Regions from separate parts of the Zea mays genome. Here region 1 is linked to region 2. A link is a contact called in public Hi-C data. All regions are on one chromosome and are shown on one strand. The core of a region is the stretch at or near the end of the contact, and the rest is flanking DNA. Distances in the headings are between cores, read along the strand shown. Region 1 holds the start of LOC100383237 (Leucine-rich repeat (LRR) family protein). Region 2 has its middle 50 kb from the start of LOC100501975.

Evidence for each region. A called contact is a pair of places that touch in the nucleus more often than the background predicts.
Region 1: a contact with region 2 is called in a Hi-C map of ear, with 1.8 times the contacts expected there. The contact joins the promoter of LOC100383237 here to the enhancer-like site in region 2. A contact is called at or near these places in 2 of 25 Hi-C or Micro-C datasets (ear and seedling).

Annotation. Positions count from the first base shown.
Region 1 is chr4:5,032,931-5,039,367 of Zm-B73-REFERENCE-NAM-5.0, forward strand. It overlaps LOC100383237 (Leucine-rich repeat (LRR) family protein), which reads left to right and starts at 3,802. Exons shown (of 1, transcript NM_001175899.1): 1 at 3,802-5,438. The coding sequence starts at 3,932. The coding sequence ends at 5,131. It overlaps LOC100193232 (putative protein kinase superfamily protein), which reads left to right. Exons shown (of 5, transcript NM_001138382.1): 4 at 1-145; 5 at 260-712. The coding sequence ends at 502.
Region 2 is chr4:4,780,009-4,785,805 of Zm-B73-REFERENCE-NAM-5.0, forward strand. No RefSeq gene overlaps it. Among protein-coding and RNA genes, the nearest start is that of LOC100501975, 50 kb to the left of the region's middle. Within about 2 kb of position 3,518, at least 14 of the 20 cell types and tissues checked have an H3K27ac peak or open chromatin away from gene starts, as enhancers often do. A contact at or near this core is called in ear and seedling, where this site is marked.

The sequences.
Region 1 (6,437 bases), core at 2,552-5,051, 250 kb after region 2:
CGACGACGACGACGAGGACGAGACCCTCAAGATGGCCGACCCAGCGCTGGGCGGCCGGTACGACGCCGAGCAGCTCCGGAACATGGCGTGGGCGGCCAAGCTCTGCGTCCACGCCTCCCCGCACCAGCGCCCACAGATGAGCGAGGTACTACTGTCTACTACTACGACCCTCTCCTCTTCTGCCACAGTACTTGCATTGCATCAGTCGTTAGTATGCATGGCTGGAGGAATAATGTACCATGCAATGCAACACGTACAGGTGGTGCAGATACTAGCAGGAGAGGGGGCGCATCTACGTGGCGGCAGGGGGGCCCACGGGGTCGACGACGAGCTGCTGCCGGAGACGGACGGCTACGACGGCGACGCGGCGCCTGGGTACGTGGATGATCTGAGCCGCCATAAGGCGCTCGCCTTCGCCGTCGACGTCGACGTGGACTCGGACGAGGATTCCACGCCACCAGTGCGACACGCACCCGCCACCACGTTTGTTCGTGAAGTGTAGCTGGGCACGGTCGCACGGGCGGGCGGCAACGACATCCTCTTTTTTTTGTCGTGCCTGTGATGATGTGTATATTTTGCATATGTATATACAAAATTAAAGGGAAAGAATTGTCAGATTGCGGCATTGTGTATGGTGCGAGTGAGGAAGAAGCTGAGGAAATCAAAGGGGTAATTGAAAATTGGCATATTGAGTCACCGAACTGCCAAAACCAGTAAAACGAGTCTTGACTCTTGAGCTTGGTCGTCCATCTAAAACTGAATTTGTTCGAACCGGATGACAACGTTGCGTGTCACGATGGAGCGCACTAATGAAAGTCTGAGGTGACATAGAATGCTAAGTGTTCGGGATCCAAGTGACACCATGAGTCAGGTTTGAGGATCCAATTGATTTCAACCGTGCAACATGGCACATCATGTTATCCGATTTAACTAAATTTAGTATTGGATGGTCAGGTAAGTTTGGAGGACCAGTTATTCTGGTTTTAAGAGTTCAGGGAACTATGTAACACATCATATCAGTTTTTCAAAATCCCATCACTATTTAAATTGAATAACATGTCCTTAGAGGACAAAATTTAGATCACGTCAGTCGCTGGAGACAGTCCTATGATCTTAAAGCTACTAGCTGGCAACATTATTAACCGGGGTCGTGCTTTGTTCCCCACACGCTGCATGGCAATCATTGTACCACGAGTGACGAAGCTTCTCGTGCCAGAGCAGTATCACAAAAAAAAAAAAACACACACACACAACGATTAAAACCATGCGCTGGAGTCACTGGCTTAATTACTACAGTATATATATGCCAAGATCGATCACTGCGTACGTACACCTGGATTATAGAGTATTATTATTGCATTAAACCAAAAAAAATCTTGTTTTGCCACACCCACCGTACGTGATGCGAGCGTGACTGCACCTGTGAAAACTTTGTCTCTAACAGTTGGTAGTAGGGGGGCTTCATTATTCCTTCTGCACCATGTGTATTATTAAAAACCCACAAGCACCTCTGAATTAGCCGCCGCATTGGTGGGTGCCTCACTTTAGGGTATTAAATGCTAGATTCTTTGTCCTGAGAAATTTACTGCCATCCGCGTTCCAGAACGGGAAAAAAGAGAGAAGAGGATGTTTTTTTGTTGTTTGAATTAATTTTCTTTTAAAATTTCGGCCGCCAGAAGCTGCTGCGGACCACGCTATATATTGAACATGTTTATTTTAATCTTCTTCTTACGTAATCCTAACAATACTTAGATTCTCCTCGCAGTCAGATTCTAATAAAACCTTGTCGGAAAAAACCCATTGTTCGTGGGTTTTTTTTTTTACTTGGGTTAAAGGTGGTAGTACAAATTAGGCACGGTGGCCGTCCTGTTTAAGACGTACGGCACAATTTATGGTCATCGTACCCGGAGTAATGAAGATCGTCTTGTCACGTACTAGTATCCCAAACACAACAATCAAACATTCATGACCTACCAAATTAATTACTATTCCAAACAATACGAGACAGCACCAGCACCTGAATCTTATGCGGCACCGGCACCCATCACCGCGTGTGTATACATACATACATATGTAGGTATATACATAATAGTACTACTATTTATGCATATTAATCAGAATAAACGCTAAAGTTGGTATGATGGCGCTCATGATGTATTAGGATGTTCACTTCAGATTAAAACCAACTGTTCGTACTGCTGCAGATATAATCCATAAAACATAAAATAAAACACCGTAGAAGAAGTTGGTACTAATTAAAAATCCATCCCCGCAGCTCCGTGAAGGCGCATTATTATCGCATGCAACGCGCGAGACGACGGGACATTTGGATTTGGATAAAGGTGGTCGTCGTCATGCCGTAGCTAGCCTTGGTAGTCCATCTTTATTTTTTGTCCCCCCTTGCCAGAGACTTGATGCTCTCGCTTACCCATGATTAGGGCAAAACAAAGCACAACATGACGAAAGAATCTGCTGCAATGCAACAAACCTTTTTCCCGCCCGCCTGCCTGACTGCCTTGGCTGGCTCGTCACCGTGGCAAGCACGATCATCAGTCAGGACCGCGGGCGGCGCGTGGAGATTCGTGCTGGCGACCGCAGGCCGCAGCCGCGGTTGTGAAGCGCACGGGCTGACCAAGTGACGATCCTTCTTCCTTCGCCAGCCGCCTTGCTGTCTGCCTGCCTCCGTTGTTGCGCTGCGTCTCTCACCTCTGCACTCCCTCCGACCGTGGGGTGGCACTTGGCAGTAGCAGTGGCAGTGGCAGTGGCAGCTAGTGACCGCTGGCACGTGGGGTCCACAGCTCATTGGGCGGAGGAGGCTGGCCAGCGCGCCAACGCGGCGACACGATGAGCGAAGAAGGAAGGCTCCTGGGCCCACGCGCACGCTGTCACGTGCGGGCACAGACGAGCGGGCCCGATCGTCATTGGTGCGCGCCACCCAACACACCGGACACGTTGTTACCTTTCCTTCCACCCCAAGACACAGAGTACCCACTCAAGACAGGAAAATTCGCTATTTTGTCAATTCCAGCTTGGACTCTTCACCGTGACTATAATTTGTGAGATCGTCTATGTCTATGATTTGATTTATAAACCTGAAAAAGTTCACAAGTGAGAGTGACAAAATAACAAATGGCTCAAGATCAATATGGCACCTGCACAATCACACCAAGTTCTTGAATCACACCTCACCATATCTTATTAGCTAAAAAATAACAAAAAATAGACTACAAAGTTATGATGTTTTTTTTTTGCATATTCTCATAGTAAAAAAACGTATAATTTGATAGCTTCTTAAGCGTAAAACACTACACGTAGTTATTATGCGTACTTTGTCATACAGTAGCAAATCACATGTATAAGCTATAGCTTTGTCACGTTGAAGTTATGTGTGTATACATCGAAGTTTATTCTGCTAGCTATATATTAATACTATGTGTATATTTTTTTCGAAGAAAAAATAATATACACATATAATTGTCTGCCCGATCACACCCAATTCGATTAGAAAGAATCAGGTGAATGTTCACCGTTCTTGTGGAGCAACACATTGACCTCTCTCTCCATCCCCTGTGTCCCCTCCAGGCTCCAGCTCCGACTCCACCAGCACGGCTTCCGATGCACGGGCTCGTCTCGTCCAGCAATGCCTGAAGCTGCCATGCGGGGCCGGAGGTATCCGGGACCCGGGCGTCGGTGGGAAACACTCTTCGCCAAGCGGAGCCCCCACCGCCTCGGCCGCACGCACGCGCTTCAAAGCACAGAACCCCCATTCCCCCAAAGACCTCTCTCCCCCCAAGCTCAGCACAGCAGCAGCAGGTAGCAGCCACCAGTCCACCACCACCCCACTCCGCCAGTGCGCCGCGCAGTGAGCTGCTGCCTGCTGTCTGACTGTCACCGCTGCCGCCGCCACGCCCACGCCTCATCAAGCGAGGCAATGGCGTCGCGGCTCCTGCCGTTGGTCGCGGCGCTCCTCCTCCTCCTCCTCCTGACGGCGGCGTCGTCCGAGGCGACGCTGCACCCGGTGGACTACCTGGCGCTGCAGGCGGTGCGGCGGGCGCTGTCGGACCTGCCGGGCTCCCGCTTCTTCGCGTCGTGGGACTTCACGGGCGACCCCTGCTCGTTCGCGGGCGTGTCGTGCACGGCCGACGGCGCCCGCGTGGAGACGCTGGCGCTGGGCGACCCGCGCGCGGGCGCGCCGGGCCTCGGGGGCGCGTTCCCGTCCGCGGCCGTCGCCAGGCTGCCGGCGCTGACGTCGCTGTCCCTCGTGCCGGGGCGCGTCACGGGCGGCCTCCCCGCCGCCGTGGCCGCGCTCCCGGCGCTCCGCTTCCTCGCGCTCGCCGGGAACCTGCTCTCCGGCGACCTCCCGCGCGCGTTCGCGCCGGCGCTGCGCACCGTCGACCTCAGCAAGAACGGGTTCACGGGGACGGTACCGGCGCCGCTCCTCCAGCTGCGGGGCCTGCGCACGCTCGTGCTCTCGCACAACGCCCTCTCGGGCGAGATCCCGCGGTCGGTGCGGGCGCCGCTGCTCCACCTCGACCTGCGCGGGAACCGGCTGTCGGGCGGGGTGCCGCCGCTGCCGGGCACGCTGGCGTACCTGTCGCTGGCGGGGAACCGTCTGTCGGGCCCCGTCGGCGGCGTGCTGCGGCGCCTGCCGAGGCTGACGTTCCTCGACCTCGGCCGGAACTGGCTGTCGGGCGAGGTCCCGGGCGAGGTGTTCGCGTTCCGGCGCATCGCGTACCTGCAGCTGCGGAAGAACGCCTTCTCGGGCGAGCTCCGGCCCGCGGGGCGCGTGCCGGCGGGCGCCACGGTGGACCTGAGCCACAACGCGCTGTCGGGGCGCGTGCCGCCCGAGCTGGCCACCGCCGGCGCCGTTTACCTGAACGGGAACCGGCTCGCGGGCGAGGTGCCGCGCGAGGTGGCGGCGGCGGCGGAGGCCGGGCGGATGCGCGTGCTGTTTCTGCAGGACAACTTCCTGACGGGGGTCGGCGTGGGCGGCGCGCTGCCGGCCAGCGCCGCCGTGTGCGCGCACTGGAACTGCGTCGCGCCGCCGCCGGCTGTGGTGGCCGCGTGCCCCGCCAAGGGCGGCAGGGGACGCCGCCGGCCGCAGGCGCAGTGCCGCGGCCGGACGGGGTGAGTTGCTTGTTTCTTCTGTTATTCACACCCAATCGAGATCGAGGAGGAGGAGGAGGAGGGGGTTTAGTGGGTGGGTTTAGTGATGAATGATGATGATGGTCAGGACAGGACGTCGTCTCATTGCTCATGAGATGAAGACCCACAAGTGATTAGCAATAATTTTTGGTGTACATTTTTTAGTTCGCGGTTAATCCTGGGATGATTTTGTCGGCTGGACACATGATGTCGATGTCGGAGATCACTACTACTGCACTGCATAGGGAAAAGTTTGTGTAAAGGAAAAGCTAGGATTCTTGTTGGTTGGTCTCACTCTCACTCTCATCTCCGAGAACTTGTACTTTTTTTTTGTTGTCATTTGATTTGCACCATATATATCTAATGCATTTCTGTCTGTCGATGGTAAAGCAAATGCGAGAGCTCTGTTTTTACGCCTCTGCACTAGGTACTACAAAGCTGTAATAGTAATAGATAAGTAGAGCGATATGGTTGTTCCTGAATTCTTATGCGCGGTACCAGTACATACAATACGATCTGTATGTACCGGTGTCGAGGCTATTTGATATCGAAATCCAGCGGGACAGATACTACTACTAGTACACAGCAACAACACAACCTGCTGTCCGTCCATACGAAGTTCACTCAAATCCTGCTGTTTTAACGCCTAAAAGTTTAAAATTTCGTTTCGAAACCGTTATCGGCTCCTCCTGCCTCCCTCCCTTTTTGGTCCTCCTCGTTTGACCCCGTCCGTCGTCCAGCTTTCGCTTTGCTCGTCTTTCCCTCCTCCCCAAGTCCTCCGCTTTTGGAAGAGGCTGGGAACTGACAGGGAACGAACGGATCTCGTGTCAGTCCAGTCACAGTCGGCCAGTCTCACACACAACGACGACAGTAGTCTTCCATCTCCATATTCTTATTAGCGAGAGACCTTTGTAACCTTTTGACAAGGAAAAAAGCATGGAGAGAAGTAGAGCAGGAGGAGCAGTGCTTACGAGTACTTACTAGAGATTAGAGAACAAAGAGCGGTAGATTCGACGACCCAAAAATCTCTTGGAATCCGAGGGATCCCCCCAATTCATGGCCACAGATCTCTTTTCCCCTGTTTGGCGAGAAGGGATGGGATGATGGCAGCCAGAACATGGTTTCCTAGGCCCTAGCCGAAGGCCGAAGCAAAAGCCTGTTTTGCTCTTTTGGATAGGTGTGTTTGAGCTGCGACATTCTGTTTGTTTGGCTTTAATTCATACCGACTTCTATACTGTCGGCTTTAATCTAAAGCCAACAGCCCCATGGCTTTGGTCCGCATGATGAGGCAT
Region 2 (5,797 bases), core at 2,268-4,767:
GGTAGGAATATCACTTCGATTGTCATAGACGGTTGTTGCCCAGGAAACACCACTTTAGAAGCGATAAGAAAAGCTTCATAAAGAACACCATGGTCATGAAAGGACCGCTGAAGCATCTAAATGGACCAAAAATTTATGCTCACTTGAACAACCTTGTCCTAATTGAAAATAAGAACAAGTACCAAGGATTCAGAGTGGAGCACAACTAGACTCATAAATGTGGTATGTGGGAGCTCCCTTATACGATGTCATTGATTCTTATGCACAAAATTGATCTCATACACCAAGAATGTAATGTTACCGACACTTGGAGCTCAGGATAGGAGGTTCATTCGACAAGTTATTTATTTCAATCATTGTAAACTTAACACTCTATTTATTTGTTTTTAAGGCATTATTCTCTTTTTTAGACTTCAAATAAGATTAATTACTTCGTGAACAACATCTTCACTTCTGGAGGTAGTGGCCATAACTCGAGTGACCCCCATGTGATGTAATGTGTATTGGGTTTGATTCGAAACATGAATGATTCGCTATTTTTTGAATGTGATGAATTGAGAAGATTGAGATACTTGTGTTGTGTATTTGGTGAGTGTGTATTACGGTTGACTTTGATGAATTGTGTTGTTGTGAAGATTTTATGTGTATGTTAATTGTGAAAAATCTAGATGTAAATAAAATTTTCATATTTTTTTACCATGCATAAGATTATTTTCGTTGGCACCTACCTAGTTACCGAAAATAGGCCAAAATAAATTTCGGTGCTAGTATTGACTGTCGAAAACTAACCAATAAAACTTTCAGTTATCGAAGTCGTCGCCGTCGAAAATAAACGACCAAAATTTCATTAGAAGGGCCCTAGCTATTTTTGGTGGCATCCCCTTAGCCGCTAAAAAATAACATTTACTTTTGGCCAACAATCTAGAATGACTGGTTGTCGTTGAAAATAGCTTATTTTCGGCGATAGTGTGCCACTGAAATCGAAGCGATCTCCTGTTATGTGTTGGAGATGCTCTTAGCTATTGGATGTCTCCATTGCCCATGATTCTCTCATTTATACAGAGGAGTGGTCTTATCCTAATAGAAAATAAATTTAGATTACAGTCCCTAAGTTTTTCATGCCAAAAATAGATCTAAACCTTAATAAAAATTGACAGGTTCAACATAGGATAGGAAAGGGACAGACAACTTTACACCAGGAAAACCGGCATTGCCAACTTGAAGAGAGAAATGCACATGTACAATTCATTATTCATTGAGGAAGGGGAAAGTCTATCCTGACCGGTTTTGGGAATCAACTAGGCCGGTTTTGGCTTTGTTAGCTCGAAAAGTTGTTTTCATTTGTCTCGGTTTCAAATAAAGTGATTTGAATATATTTTCTTATTGTCTTGATGATACAAACATGATAGGTGAGTTTATTAAGACAATAAAAAAATTGTTTCGTGATTCAAATAAAATTTGTTTGTGTTTCTTATTGTCACGAAATAGTGACCAGCTAGGATTCAAATATATTTTCATTTGTCTCAGTTTCAAATAATGTGATTCAAATATATTTTCTGAATTCGTTTGAATAGACCAGAATTTTCAAACTTTTATTAGAGTCTCTACATATCATATCATGACATGTCGATAGGTTTCATGATTTTCTGACTAAAACAACTGTATCGCAAGTTCACAATCATGTTTTGTGAGCATGGTGTTCGAAAATTCTGGTATGTTCCTGAATTGTTCCTAGATCCGGGTAGTTCATGACTTGTTCGTTTGAGCTAATATTGATACAACTCTATGATACAGTTGTGGTTGTGGCTGCTGGATATGAACTTGTCTTGCAGTCGCATCCGCCTTTCAACCTAAAGCAAACAAACTCTATAACTGCATAAGATGTCGATGATTTACAACCAGACAACTAGCACATGCTCGACCTTCACATATCCCTTCAAAGCCATGTCAGTGTGGATGATCAGTGATTGAATTCACATGAATGGCATGCATTATGTTACATGGTATGGAGAATTCTTAGGAAACAGAATCCCTTAGGAAAAAAGTTGAGTTAAATCGAGCTGGCCCATCTCTTATCGAAACATAATTTGCAATATCAAACCAGATTAAATTAACATATCATTATAACACAATAGCGAGTGGATAGATGGCCAATGATTTTCCTTCATTTTCAGATTCATTTTGAATTTTTGCATAGACCAAGATAATCTATCTTTAAAGGCATGTGAGTAGTGTTTATATATCATAGGAGCATGGCTTTTGTTTAGATATGAACAAGTAACAATTAATTCCTTGTTCTCATGCAAGATTAGTAACCGACTAATCAGAGCACACATATGATGCATGATCTACATATGAGAACTGGTCATGGTGGTAGGATGACTTGATACTAGGCCAGGTTCAGACATAGAACACTCATGAGTGAAAGATTTGAATTTGCTTGCTCTATATAATCTTGTATGCAACTAGAAATTCATAACTCTAGTTTTTTGCTATTGAGTCCTGACAATAAGTTGTATTGAATTTGAGATGTTGGAGCAAAACAATGTAGTTTGTTTCCAGATTGTCATAAATTAAGTCCCCAAATTATTAAGAGGTCTTAACTTGATAAAGTTGAAGCTAGGGCTGCACGATTTTCCATGGATTTTTGACGTATGCTGCTGCATGTTCTTTATTATGGTGCTAGTTGTCACAATATACTGAGTTGTAGCAATTGTTACATTTAGTTTATTGTACTGGAGGACGGATCAATATGGATACTATATCGATGACGCTATGTCTCCTTGAACTGCTAAATATGAATCATATGATAGTGACATTGTTTCTACTTCACCAACATTAGCAGAACCAAACCTAAAGTCATGCTAGTGTAGTAGAAGAAATAGATAGCGATAAAATACTAGCTTTACCGGAATATGAGGATAGCTAGGTCATCATGATGGCTTACCAGAAGACACTCAAACAATGAAATCTAGACACCATCGTTCCTACCTCACCAATGTAACCACTGCAATACAGCTACCGCTCTAGCTCAGCTCAAATGTTTGGTCTATTGGTATGATTGTTAGTACAATCATGTGTAATACCCAGATTTTAGGAAATAAAGATATTTTTATTTAGACAATTATGTTAAATCCATGTTTATTCAGTCCCATTATTTGTTTGAACCCATTTAAATAAAGGGATAATTGATAGAGTATATATATATATATATATATATATATATATATATATGCATCATGCTGGAATTTCTGTTTGTGCATTTAGTTTAAGTTGAAATTTAAAATTGGATTTGAACTTTGAATTTGAAAAATATAAATAAGAAATGAAAACATAGAAAAGGAACAAAAGAGATAAGAAACTTAACTATCACGAAGGCTCAAGCTCGGCCTAGGCAATAGTGTGTCACACTATCACCACACCCCCACATTGTCGTCCGGCTAGTGTACATGTGAGCCCTGCTGGTCAGCTACACATGTCACATGCGCACATAGGAACCAGCCACTGCCATGTGGGCCCATCCATCAGAAGCTTCTCCTCCCTCGCATCGTAACAAACTCGTTCGTAGTGTCACGCCAAGACTCGACCAATGACCTATCGCCCTAGGCTCCGTACTTGGTGTATATATGCATACATCGTGACATTCTGTGGCCATAGATTGAGAGAGCAAGAACCTTGGGTCGCCGAGCCGTGCACCTGGATAGAGGGTGAGGTAGCCGCTGAGAAAGAGAACATTAGTCGTCATCATCATTGTACGTCTATACCGCCGACCGAGCCCTGATCGATAGCTCCAAGCATTCACCAAAGAGGGGTCACAAGAATGCCAATGCTAATGCCTCACCCTAAATCCTAATCCACAGAAGGATCCATCTCCTAGGTGTCGGAGTGACCGGAAGAGTGACATCCTAATGGTGGTACTGGATCTGCCCCCTTTTCTACAGGACAGCGGTGGGAGGCGACGTCAGTAAGGACCAGATCCATCTCCACTACTGCAGGGAGAAGGTATGAACTCCTATTCCCCTCTGCGGTCGTGTTTTATGTGCACTGATCCAAGATGGATTAGTTCCCTGTTATCTTCTAAAGTAATCTCGGAGTTCTAAGTATACACAGTTAGATCCCTAATTTCTATCAGATATATGTTGCTCTGTTTATCTTTATACACTTTCCTCCTTGATAGCCTCTTTTCGGGCAAACCATGTGAAGCAACTTGGCTTTTATTCAGTCTTGTAGCATCAACTTTTGATGTTCACACTTTTTGGTCATGCAGTTTCTCTTTCTACCTGGTTGATTACCCGCACCATTCCATCCTGAATCATCGCGTGCGTTGACTTTTCTGTACACGAGGAACGATTACTGCATGAGTGGATGCAAAATAAGTCGTTTTGAGGCCATCCACCTGCATCTGTATATACGCCAGATATGGTCGTACCTGGCCGGCCAGGCTCGCGTGGGACTGGCTGTGCGGGCGCAGTAAACCAATCAGGCACTTTGTGTTCGGGGTCACTTGGCTAATGTAGCTAAAAACTGCAGATTTTACGGCAAACTTCATGAGGTGTCAGTGCTTAACTGCTTAAGTTAGAGTGCTACCTTTAGAGTGCAATGGAGTGTCATCTGCACAAATGATCTATAGTGTGGTTATAACAATGTAAACTGCAGAGTTTCATGATTAGAAATAAATAAAGGAACCACAAAATCAAGGGATCATACACTTTGCCGAGGTCATGTGCACAAGGGATTTTTTTTTTTTGATACGAGGGCATCACCATTTATATTACTTTCATAACAGAAATGCATCACAGTTCACCAAAGAGTACCTGACCGACAGACGGACAACCTCCGACAAAAGACGGCAACCAGAAACCTGAAGTTTCGCCAAGAGTTGTCTAGACAGCCTCTGATTCAGGGAGCCAGCACGCAGGACAAAATGGGCCATCAAGTTCAACGGGCATTAACCCACCAACATATATAGTAGAGTAATACAGCTACTGCTCAAGGACTCATGCAGGAGCCAAAAGCATAAAAAACTACGATCGAATCCAAGCAGGCAGCAACATTTTGTTCCTCGCTTTCCAAATCGCCCAGCAAACAGCTGAAACAACTATTGTATGCTTTTTTTTTTTAATTTGAGGAGCACAAACAGGCAGCTATGTCCAGCACTGCTTAATATTACCAGGAATATTATCAGAGTTCAAACAATATGCCACCACACTCCAAATTACTCTAGAGATAGGGCAATTGAAAAAAGGGTGATCCACAGATTCCACATGTTCACAAAAGCAGCAAGAAGCATCCCCATTCCAATTCCTTCTTATCAAATTATCTTTGGTTAGAAGCACATTATTTTTCAGGAACCACATAAAAACTTTGAATCTTGTTGGGAGGGATCTTGCTGTTCCATATATGCTTCATATATGGACCAAGATCATTTCTAACAATATGAGAATATATAGATTTGACAGTGAACATTCTACTTTTCTCCCATTTCCAGATAATCACATATGGATCAGAATGATACTTAAAATTCTCAGCCTTCATACATATATTTTCCCATTTCTTTAGCATATCCACACGAAGCAATCTTCTGAAAGATAATTGGGCATTTACCTCCCGGACCTGCTTTACCGTAATATCTTTGCAATCACATATATCATATAACTTCGGAACAATACAGCAAAGAGATTAATTCTCCAACCAACAATCCTCCCAAAGTCTAGTTTTATCACCAGATTTAGTAATCACTTGTCTACCCAACAAATAGAAATTCTTGACCTTCAGCATCATGCTAAACAGGTGAACC